Regions from separate parts of the Mus musculus genome. Here region 1 is linked to region 2. The links are chromatin contacts, called in public promoter capture Hi-C maps. All regions are on one chromosome and are shown on one strand. Each heading gives the region's core, a stretch centred on a gene start, on an enhancer-like site or on the middle of the called end of the contact. The rest is flanking DNA. Distances are from core to core; before and after follow the strand shown. Region 1 overlaps Secisbp2l (SECIS binding protein 2-like). Region 2 holds the start of Shc4 (SHC (Src homology 2 domain containing) family, member 4).

What was found. Promoter capture Hi-C pulls out the DNA fragments that hold promoters and counts their contacts.
Region 1: a promoter capture Hi-C map of liver shows a contact between it and region 2, with 1.8 times the contacts expected there. The contact joins the enhancer-like site here to the promoter of Shc4 in region 2. A contact is called at or near these places in 3 of 39 promoter capture datasets (liver, pre-B cells and second pharyngeal arch cranial neural crest), 3 of 484 Hi-C or Micro-C datasets (the N1E-115 cell line, Th2 cells and bone marrow-derived macrophages), 1 of 115 datasets of contacts at active chromatin or transcription factors (embryonic stem cells) and 3 of 9 other capture datasets (adipose tissue, liver and pancreatic islet).

Annotation. Positions count from the first base shown.
Region 1 is chr2:125,761,981-125,766,921 of GRCm38.p6, forward strand. The region is part of intron 7 of Secisbp2l (SECIS binding protein 2-like); the gene reads right to left. Among named protein-coding and RNA genes, the nearest start is that of Secisbp2l, 18 kb to the right of the region's middle. Within about 2 kb of position 2,756, at least 4 of the 459 cell types and tissues checked have an H3K27ac peak or open chromatin away from gene starts, as enhancers often do. A contact at or near this core is called in liver, where this site is marked.
Region 2 is chr2:125,721,933-125,727,088 of GRCm38.p6, forward strand. It overlaps Shc4 (SHC (Src homology 2 domain containing) family, member 4), which reads right to left and starts at 2,216. Exons shown (of 12, transcript NM_199022.2): 1 at 861-2,216. The coding sequence starts at 1,445.

The DNA of each region.
Region 1 (4,941 bases), core at 1,506-4,005, 41 kb after region 2:
ACTTAACAGTTTATCTGTAAAAGCAAATGCAATTTAATTGTTCCAAGTGGAGGAAAAGAGGATCAGGCCTGCCAGGCGTGGTGACTCATATGTTTAATCCTGGCTCTCAGGAGGCAGAGGCAGACAGATCTCCTGAGTTCAAAGCCAGCCTGGTCTACAAAGTGAGTTCATGCCAGTCAAGGCTACACAGAAAGACCCAACCACCAAGAGAGAGGGGGTGGGGACAGGAAGAGAGAGGGAGAAGGAAAAGTAACTTAAACCTTAAATTTTCAGAACTAACAGTTTCAGCAAGGCTCCTGAGGAGCAAAATTTCCAACAGTCTCTGAGCAAACCAATAATCTCCTAACAGAGTGCTTCCGCCAGTTCTTCTAAGCAAGTTTGTTGCTGAAAAGGCACATGTGCCAGACACAGTAGTATTCTTAGAATTCAAGAAGCAGAGGCAGGATCACCAAGTTCAAAGAGATAACCTGGTCTACCTAGGTAGTTCCAAGCTAGCCACAGCCACAGGGCAGGACTCTGCTTTGAAATAAAGAAGCACAAAGAAGTAAAGACTAAAACAGAAGGACAGAGTCGGGGGCAGGGGGTGAGGGAAGAATGAAATCAAGACTCGATGGTGACACACTTGTAAGCCCAGTTCTGGGAGACTGAGGAAGGAGACTACAGGTCGAGGCCTGACTAGACTATGCCCTGAGTCCTGACCTCAAAATAAATCAAGGTAAAAAGAAACAGATCAAGCATCAGAGTAAGCAAAGGCATGAGACAAGTCATAGGAAAGGAGACAGAAGTAACTCAGAAACACAAAGATGCCCAACTATATTAATAGCTTTGTGAAAATCTAACTATCATGGTAACAGTTCTAGATACTGTCTCCCTCAAGTTGTTCTGTTCAGAATCTGATTCCTGGAGGATTTGGCACTACTAAGAGGTATGGACCTTCCAAGAGGTGGGGCCTGGGGCTATAAAGTACTTGCCAGTCTTGCAGGAGGACCTGAGTTTGATTATCAGAATCTACTGTTAAAAGCCAGGTGTGGTGGAATGCACTTCTAACCCCACTGCAGGACGGCAGAGCCAGGAGGACATCTGGGGCATGCTGCCCAGCCAGGCCGGACTGGCAAGATCCAAGCTGAATGTGATCCCTCCGTCTCCTTTCTGTATGTGGTTTCCTTTCACTTTTTGTATTTTTAAGTGATTAGCCTGTGTGTAACACATGCACACATTTGTGTGTATAGACGCATGTGTCTCTGTGCACACACAGAGGTCAAAAGGTCACCGTGTGTCCTCATCTGTCATGCTCAGCTTTATATAGGGTCTCTCAGCGAACCAAGAGCTAGGATGGTGGCCAGCAAGCTGAAGCAATTCTCTTGTCTCTGCCCCCCAAGTCAGGGTTATAGGAATACACGTCCATGACTAATATTTTACTAACATAGGTGCTGGGGACCTACAAGTCCTCCTGCCGGCACAGCAAGCGCTATTACCCCCTCAGCCAACTCTCTAGTCCCACAATCAGTGAGCACAAGTACTTGCTGCTTTAAGACATAGACGACCAGGTGCTACCAGTCATCAAAATTAAGTCTCTTATAAAAATATCTCGGGCTGGTGAGATGGCTCAGTGGGTAAGAGCACCTGACTGCTCTTCCGAAGGTCCAGAGTTCAAATCCCAGCAACCACATGGTGGCTCACAACCATCCGTAATGAGATCTGACTCCCTCTTCTGGTGTGTCTGAAGACAGCTACAGTGCACTTACATATATTAATAAATAAATAAATCTTTTAAAAAAAATAAAAAAATAAAAAAATCTCGAAACACTGTACTATAAAAAGTAGCACAAGGATAGATGAAACCATCTAGGAGGTAAAGGTGCTTGCCGTGAGGCCTGGCTGGCCTGTGCTTGACCCCTGGGATCCTCAGGAGGTGCAAGGAGAGCTTCCAAAGTTATTTGCTGAACTATACACATCCTCACACGTACGCACACACACACACAAAGAACTAGTATAAATAAAGAGAGGTCACTATTTCCTGCAGGGTTTACCTTCTAAAAGCCTTTAAAGCCTAGAAAACAATTAGAAATTGCGAAAGGGCCACAGTCTGGTTTGGCTTAAAAAGGAGTTGGTATTTGGGGAAAAAATCAAATATATACTTAACAAAAATCTCAGGGACAAGGAAACACCAGTAATAGATAGACGATACACTCTTGCAATCTGCCTCTATTGCTTTAAGAATGAAGGAGGAAAACACAAACAACAGATCTGCCAGGTAGAGTGGCACATGGCGCCAGCACCTGGGAGACTAAGGCAGGAAGGTCAGAGGTTCAGAGCAGCTCTGGTTGCAGAGCAAGTGCCAGCCTAGCCTCAGCTCTAGAGCAAGACCCTCCTCCAAACAAACAACATATACTTGGTGCTTGGCTTCTTTTTTCCACCAATTATCAGGCAGAGATAAAGCACTTAAAATATTTTTCACCACTGAGCAGTGGTGGCGCATGCCTTTAATTCCAGCATTTGGGAGGCAGAGGCAGGCGGATTTCTGATTTCGAGGCCAGCCTGGTCTATAAAGTGAGTTCCAGGACAGCAGGGCTACACAGAAAAACCCTGTCTCGGAAAAAAGAAAACAAAAAACAAAAAACAAAAAAAAAAACAAAAAACAAAAAACAAAAAAAAAAAGAAAAGGAAAAAAAATGGTTTTCACCTCAGGGTTACAAAATGAACAAACAACAAAACTAGGGCCAGGATGCCGACCAGGAACTTGGCAAGGCAAGTAGTTTCAATTCCAACAGAAAAAGTCGGTAAACACTTTGCGCATTTTGTTTAATCTTTATCATCAAATAAAGCTAAAGCCAAATTGCCTCATAAGCCTGAAACAAAAATGGCCTGACTGTGTAGGAATCACAGGGAAGGAAGGACCATTCCTCCTGTTTCCGTGAGGCCTAAGGGGTCTGTCAAGGGACTGTCTGAAGTGTTAGTCTCAGGGAGGCCAAGATCAGCAGGAGCAGTAAACAGACCCATTTATCCTGCTCTGATTTTTGGTCCATTCATACATAGTTATTTGACAGCCCTAATTCCTTAACTAGATATAAAGAATCCAGGAAGTCTATCTAAAATGAAAAAGAGAAATAATGACTAATAAACAACTCCCTGATTTGACAGCCAAACAACACACGAAAATACAGTCTCTGTAAATGCATAGCTGTGCACAGTCCACGCTGCATAACTGACAGGCAACTGCCCAGTCTGGCCACACTGTGGCACCAAGTAACCATCAATGTGACAATGGCACTAGTGTGCAAGAGCGTTAATAAGCCACATCAAAATATGCATGGTTGAAGAGATGGTTCAACAGGCAAAGGTGTTTGCTAGCCAGCCTGGTGACCAGAGACTGACCCTTACCCTACAAGCTGTCCAGACCTTACAGCCACTGTGCATTTAGAACCTAAAGACCAGACTGCAGTCCTTAAGCTCAGCCCCTCACTCTATTTTGGTTTGTTTGTTTGTTTGTTTGTTTGTTTTTTGAAACAGGGTTTCTCTGTGTAGCCCTGAATTGACAGCCCTAATTCCTTAACTAGACTTTGCTTTGTATACCAGGGTGCCCTCAAAGTAACAGAGCTCTGCTGCCTCTGCCTCCCGAGTGCTGGAATTAAAGGCATACACCACCATTGCCTAGCTCAAACAGCCATTCTTAAGAAAAGAGTGTCTAGGTTTTGATATGGAAGGAAACAGACACTGCAAGTGACAGGTAGGTGGGCTTTCCTTTTCTAAAGGTCATGACATACTCACCCAGACACAGAGTAGAAACACGGTACCATTTACATCCACATTCTCACCACCTCCACTCAACACACGACCAGTCATTATGCCCTACTTGCTAAGGCATTTAAAGTTAGATATGGGAGCTCCCTGTGTATGTGTGTGATATACATGCAGGTGTTCATGTGTGCGCATGTGCATGAGTGCACACCTTCATGTTCTCAGATGAAGCCTCAGGTGCCCTTTCTTAGAAAACAACCACGTTTGTTTCTTTAAGACAGGCTCTTCCATGGCCTGGGGCCTGCCAACTATGCAATCATGTGTGTGTCCCTTCCACTGTATCTTGCCACACTATTTTTTTGAGACACCACCTCTCTCAATTGAGCCTAGAGCTCACCAATTCAGCTAACGTGGTTGCCTCCCCAGTTCTGCGGCTACTGATGCACACCGTGTAGTAGTGCATGAGAGTATTCTAAGTTCTGCGGCTACTGATGCACACCGTGTAGTAGTGCATGAGAGTATTTTAAGTTCTGCGGCTACTGATACACACCGTGTAGTAGTGCATGAGAGTATTCTAAGCTCTGCGGCTACTGATGCACACCGTGTAGTAGTGCATGAGAGTATTTTAAGTTCTGTGGCTACTGATGCACACCGTGTAGTAGTGCATGAGAGTATTTTAAGTTCTGTGGCTACTGATGCACACCGTGTAGTAGTGCATGAGAGTATTCTAAGCTCTGCGGCTACTGATGCACACCGTGTAGTAGTGCATGAGAGTATTTTAAGTTCTGTGGCTACTGATGCACACCGTGTAGTAGTGCATGAGAGTATTTTAAGTTCTGTGGCTACTGATGCACACCGTGTAGTAGTGCATGAGAGTATTTTAAGTTCTGCGGCTACTGATGCACACCGTGTAGTAGTGCATGAGAGTATTTTAAGTTCTGCGGCTACTGATGCGCACCGTGTAGTAGTGCATGAGAGTATTTTAAGTTCTGCGGCTACTGATGCGCACCGTGTAGTAGTGCATGAGAGTATTTTAAGTTCTGCGGCTACTGATGCACACCGTGTAGTAGTGCATGAGAGTATTCTAAGTTCTGCGGCTATTGATGCGCACCGTGTAAGAGTGCATGAGAGTATTTTAAGTTCTGCGGCTACTGATGCACACCGTGTAAGAGTGCATGAGAGTATTTTAAGTTCTGTAGCTAC
Region 2 (5,156 bases), core at 966-3,465:
CATCCTGAGTATCATCCAGGACTTAACTTTGGAAGTTATTCTTCATTCTCTAGTCTTCATCCTAACTCAGCTACACCCTCCATGAAGAACAGCAAGCATTCTCACTGGCCTCGAGGATCTCTTCCTGCTTCAGCACAAGTTAAATAAATCATCAGATGAATCTTTTAAGACCTACATTCACGATATGCCTGCGGACCTATGAGGATCTTGCTCACCAGTGTTTATAGCCTCTCTGTTTGGCCCTTGAAGAGCTTTGATGACCTCCCTTTCTTCCCTGTTCTAATTTGTTCAGTCCCTGGGGACTGTGCTAGCCGTCACCTCCACCTCTCCGTGCCCTCTCCAGGACAAACCCCAAGCTTCCCCGAAGACCCCACAGTGACTTTGATCTACTCTTGCGCCTGTCCTGAATCAACCTTTCTACCATAGATACACCTTCTCATAAATCTCAGAACCCAGCTACACCCGGCTCCCCTGTCCCAGAGTCCCTGAGTACTCTCACAGATGCATCAATTGCTGAACATTGAAATGTCGATTCCAAAATAAATAAATAAATAAATAAAACCACGTCAAATCCCTTTTATACCACGTCTCAGTTGCCATCTTATCTGTCTCTATGAGAAGCTATGTCTGAGCCAACAGCTGCCTATGGGTTAGCAATGGCTCACACCCTTGGAGCAAAGTGGATCTGACTCTGGCATGTGTCAGATCCCTGTAGGAAATCTCTAAGGCCAACTCTCCCTTCGGTTGATCCAGCGGTATGTCTTGTAATCTAGAGCCCAGCCAGGTTAAATCGAAGTCCCCGCAGAGAGCACAGCTGCCCTTCCTGTGAGTGCTCAGGGAGTAGGCCTTAAGGGACTTACCCGCACACAGTAGTTCAGACCGTTCCCCAACAGGTGCTGCAGAGGGGGCCCGTCCTGCTTGCTCCTGGGGCTTGGTTCTCCAGGGCCAGGCAGTGGGCAAGTATCAGGACGCAAAGAGGTGGGCCTGCGTCCCACCTGGTCCGGATCCGGTGCAGGTGCAGGTCCAGTCCTGTTTAGATTGGATTCTGGGGACGCTGGACGGCTTGGAGTCTGATCCTGGTTCTCTTGGAGCTTCAACCGGCTCACCTGTTTCGTACCCAAGCAGAAGGTTTTCAGACCCAGAAAAGTGATGGGGTTGGCCAGCTTCATGCTTGCCATACGGGGAATCAAGGTGCACAGCGCCGTGGGGCTCTCCTGGCTGGACACAGTGGCATCCTCAGTCGGCAGGTGAGGGGCCAGGGCTGGGTAGGGAGGCGGCGACGAGCCCTTGTTTCCAACGGAGCCTCCGGGGCTCCCTTCGTCCAAAGACGTGATGGACTCGTTCCGAAAGCGGCTGTACTTGGTCCTGTGAAGCATCCCCAGGTGCCCAAAGAGTCCTACATACAGCGTGAGTCCTGCCTGGCTGTCCTGGCTGCGTTCTCGCATAGCCTTAGCAGTGCTGAGACTGGGCACCGCAGCCTAAAGTGCCTCGCAGTCCGGTAGACCCACGCCACAGTCACCTCTCCTGCTCTGGCGGTCACCAGCCCGGGTCCGAGACTGCTCAAGGATGACAGTCCCGGAGGACGCCTCCCCAGCTCTGATTGCAGGCCGGCCCTTCCAGGCCCTGGCAGAGGCCCCCGGAGCGCGGGGGGTGGGGTGGGGTGGGAGCGGGGGTGTCTTCGCCCCGGAGTCCCGTCCCCCAGGCTGGGGCAGCGGGTGCCACCACGCCTCTAGTCTTAGCAGAAATATTTACCCCCTTTTCCTCTGCGCACAGGAACTTTCAAACCTGCTCCCCTCCAGCTCCCACGGGGCGGGGCAGGGACTAGCCCATTAACCCTTTATTTGTTCCCGTGACTGTTCATTTCAAAGGGAAAAATAAAAAAGCGCATAAGAGTCAAAGGCCCTTCTGTATGGGCTGGGGTTATGACGGCTGCCCTCTCTCGGAGGATCTTGGTTCTGGGCCACCAGCCAGGAGTCCTAGCGACGGGCGCTGGTCTGCATTGTTCCTCCAGCTTGAGGTCCGGGCATCCTCTGTGTGGCTCGGGTCCGATCCCGGCCGGCCCACCCCTTCTCAGGGCGCCCTTCCCTCCTGTACTCTCCTGCAGGCTTTTTTCAGGAGGAGCCTGTGCACAGCAAAAGGCTGAGTTGAGCAGACGATACCCAGGCTGTTGAAATTTTTATGAATGAACTTTGCCGAATGAATTTCCCTCGTTGTGTGAGAGCTAATAAATCTGTGAATGGAGCCGAGAATAGCTGTAATTGACTGACCCGTTTGGGGCGGCGCGGGGGTGGGGGTGTGGGGGGTGCGATTTGGTTTTCATCCAATCAGGCTGCAGCTTCATGAGTCATGCACCGTGAATATACTAACTAGTAGCCGGGAGAAACGAAGCCGGGCAGAGAAAAGGGAGGGTAATATCTGATGAATGGGTTAAAAGTAAAGGCAATCTTTGCTCCTGGATCGTCAGTATGCTGGGAATCAGAAGGTTAAAAATCGATTTCCTTTCTTGTTAAGATGGGGAGGGGCGAGAAAGGAGCTAGAAATTAGATATATTGTTCCATGGACATTAGGGCATATGTTACACAAACAACTCTTGTTCAAAGCCTAGATTCGTTTTTCTTAGAAACGTTTTTTTTTTTTTTAATTGATTGCCGCCCCATCTTCTGTCTGATACAATTTCCTGAGCCCATCAAAGGCCCCGGGAAGACAACCGTAAAGGCTGAGCCCACAGGAAGCCTGAGCCCCAGCTGGGCAGAGGAAATGCAGGTTCATTCAGGAGCTGAGAAGAGCGGACTGCTGAGACCTTGGGGTGGGGGTGGGGTGAGAGTCTCCGGGAGGAAGCAGCTGAGGTTGCGTTTCTCTGTGAGCCTTGGCTCCAGTACCTGAGACTATTCATGATTTCGAATACTAAGGCAGCAGCCAAGAGAATCTGGGAAGAAGGCCACCTCACCTTCTCATTGACCACGGGCTCTCGAGTGCTCAGGACTTAGCCTGAACTCCAGGGCCATCCAAACACAGGTTTGAATGAAACCAGTGCAGGTGACTAGGAGACAAAGGCGCCTCGCCGCCGCCAAGCTTTTGTGCTTAGGCTCAGAACGGCTTGTTAGTATCCTGCCTGACAACTTTGTGAGCTTTTTCTATCCACTGGGAAGGCCTTTTGTGGCGTCCTATACCTTCCTTTCTGACTTTCTTTTTGCACCTCCACATTTGGCAAACACGAAAGGAATGGCTAAATCAGAACTCATATACCCGGAACCTAGGGAGACAGGATCAGGGGAGTGGAAGGTGGGAGGAGGAGGGAGTAAGACTGAAAAAATCCGCTAGTACCTCTACTGCTACGCATGCTTCTCTTTCATCTCTGCCTTCTCCTCTGGGTCCCACCTTACCGTATGCCATGCCACAGTAACATCCCACTACCTTGAGAGAAGTTCCTGTGAGTGGTAATGGCCTTGTCTGTGAGTGGCAGCTAATGAATGACGTGTGGGAGCATATGAAATAGCTACAGTCCCTGTAAAACATCCCCACAATGCTCCGGGAGAGTACCTGCATCTCCGAAGCATCCTGGGCAGCATTTTTTAAAAGGTTGCTGGAGAGATGGCTCAGTAGTTAAAAACGTGTACTGCTCTTGCAGAGGACCTGAAAGGGTTTGTGTCAGGTAGCTCACAGTACCTCTGGCTCCTGAGGATCTGATCTCCTCTTCTGGACTCCATGGCCACCTGCAAACACACACACACACACACACACACACACACACACACACACACACACACACACACTTAAAAACGGCACACACCTATACTTTTAAAATAATAAGATAAATCGTTAAAATAAATAAGCAAATTAAAGGCCAATGGAACCAGGGTGTCTCCATTGAAGTAGTGTTCCCAACTGCTAGAGTATACTATGTCATCTTAGGCAACCAAAAAGGAAAAGTACCACAAAGTAAGGGACACCAAGGAAGGAACACTGTCTCAAGAAGCTATTCCCAATGCTCGTCTGTGTCTGGGAAAGGTGGTGATGCTGAAAACTCTAACAAGACCTCAGGATGCCGTTCTGCCTGTAGGCCTGAGTGACCTAGAAGGCCCTCTTAGGCAGCTCTGCATTGTGCTGACCAGACCAGCATGATAGGGCACTCTGGGGGCTGCAGGCTGAGCTAGGTGGACCAGCAAGCATGACGCTGTGAGCTACTTCTCTGTCCTGGGAGCCTGGAAGACATTCACTATCACCCGCTGAAAAGCTGTCCCTCTGTCCAGCAGCCCTGGAGATGGCTGGCTAAGAAGGTATATGGGGAGAAAAGGGCCAATATATCGTCTCCCACTAGAAACAGAAACAAAGACAACACTAAGTAATGGTCACTAGAGCTAGCCCACCAGGTAATGCCTGTGTGCCAGTAGTATTAACAACTGTCTGCACTGTGGCATAAAGTGTTAATGTTTGGTCTGTTGCAATGGATTGTAATGCTAAATTCTGTACCTGAAGATCTAGGCCTACAAGTGAATTCTCACATTTACACACTTTTGTTGTGCAAACCTTGTTCCTTGATTTAAAATGATTGGTTAGCCTGGCAGTAGTGACCCATGCCTTTAATCCCAGCACTTGGGAGGCAGAGACAGGTCAGCCTGGTCTACAGAGTAAGTTCCAGGACAGCCAGAGCTACACAGAGAAACCCTGTCTCAACAAACAAAAACAAAAACAAACAAAAAATGATTGGTTAAATAAAATTGTCTACAGCTAATTACTGGAGAGGCTAGAGGTAGGTGGGTTTTGAGTTACCTGGTTGAGGGTGGAGAAGAGAGACCAGGAAGAGAAGGAGAAAGAATGAGAGGAGAGGAGGAAGCCACCATGAAGGGAGATGGATCATGAGCATGTGACCAGGAGAAACAGCAAGTATCTGAGGTGCACCACTGGGGAGGTAGCCAGGCCAGCACTTAGAAGAGCAGATTAGGAGTAACTCCCAGTAATTGTCAAAGCCGAATAAAACAACCACAGTCTGAGTCTCACTCAATTGTAAGCTAGTCCAGGATACGTTTAAACTGGTTGTACTAAAGTAAAGGAAAGTAAGTTGTGCAGCCTGACTCCAGCTGGTGAGTGATGATGGCGCCGGACATACGGCTGCCAGACCCACTGCCACCTGATGATCAGAAACCCCACATCTAGAT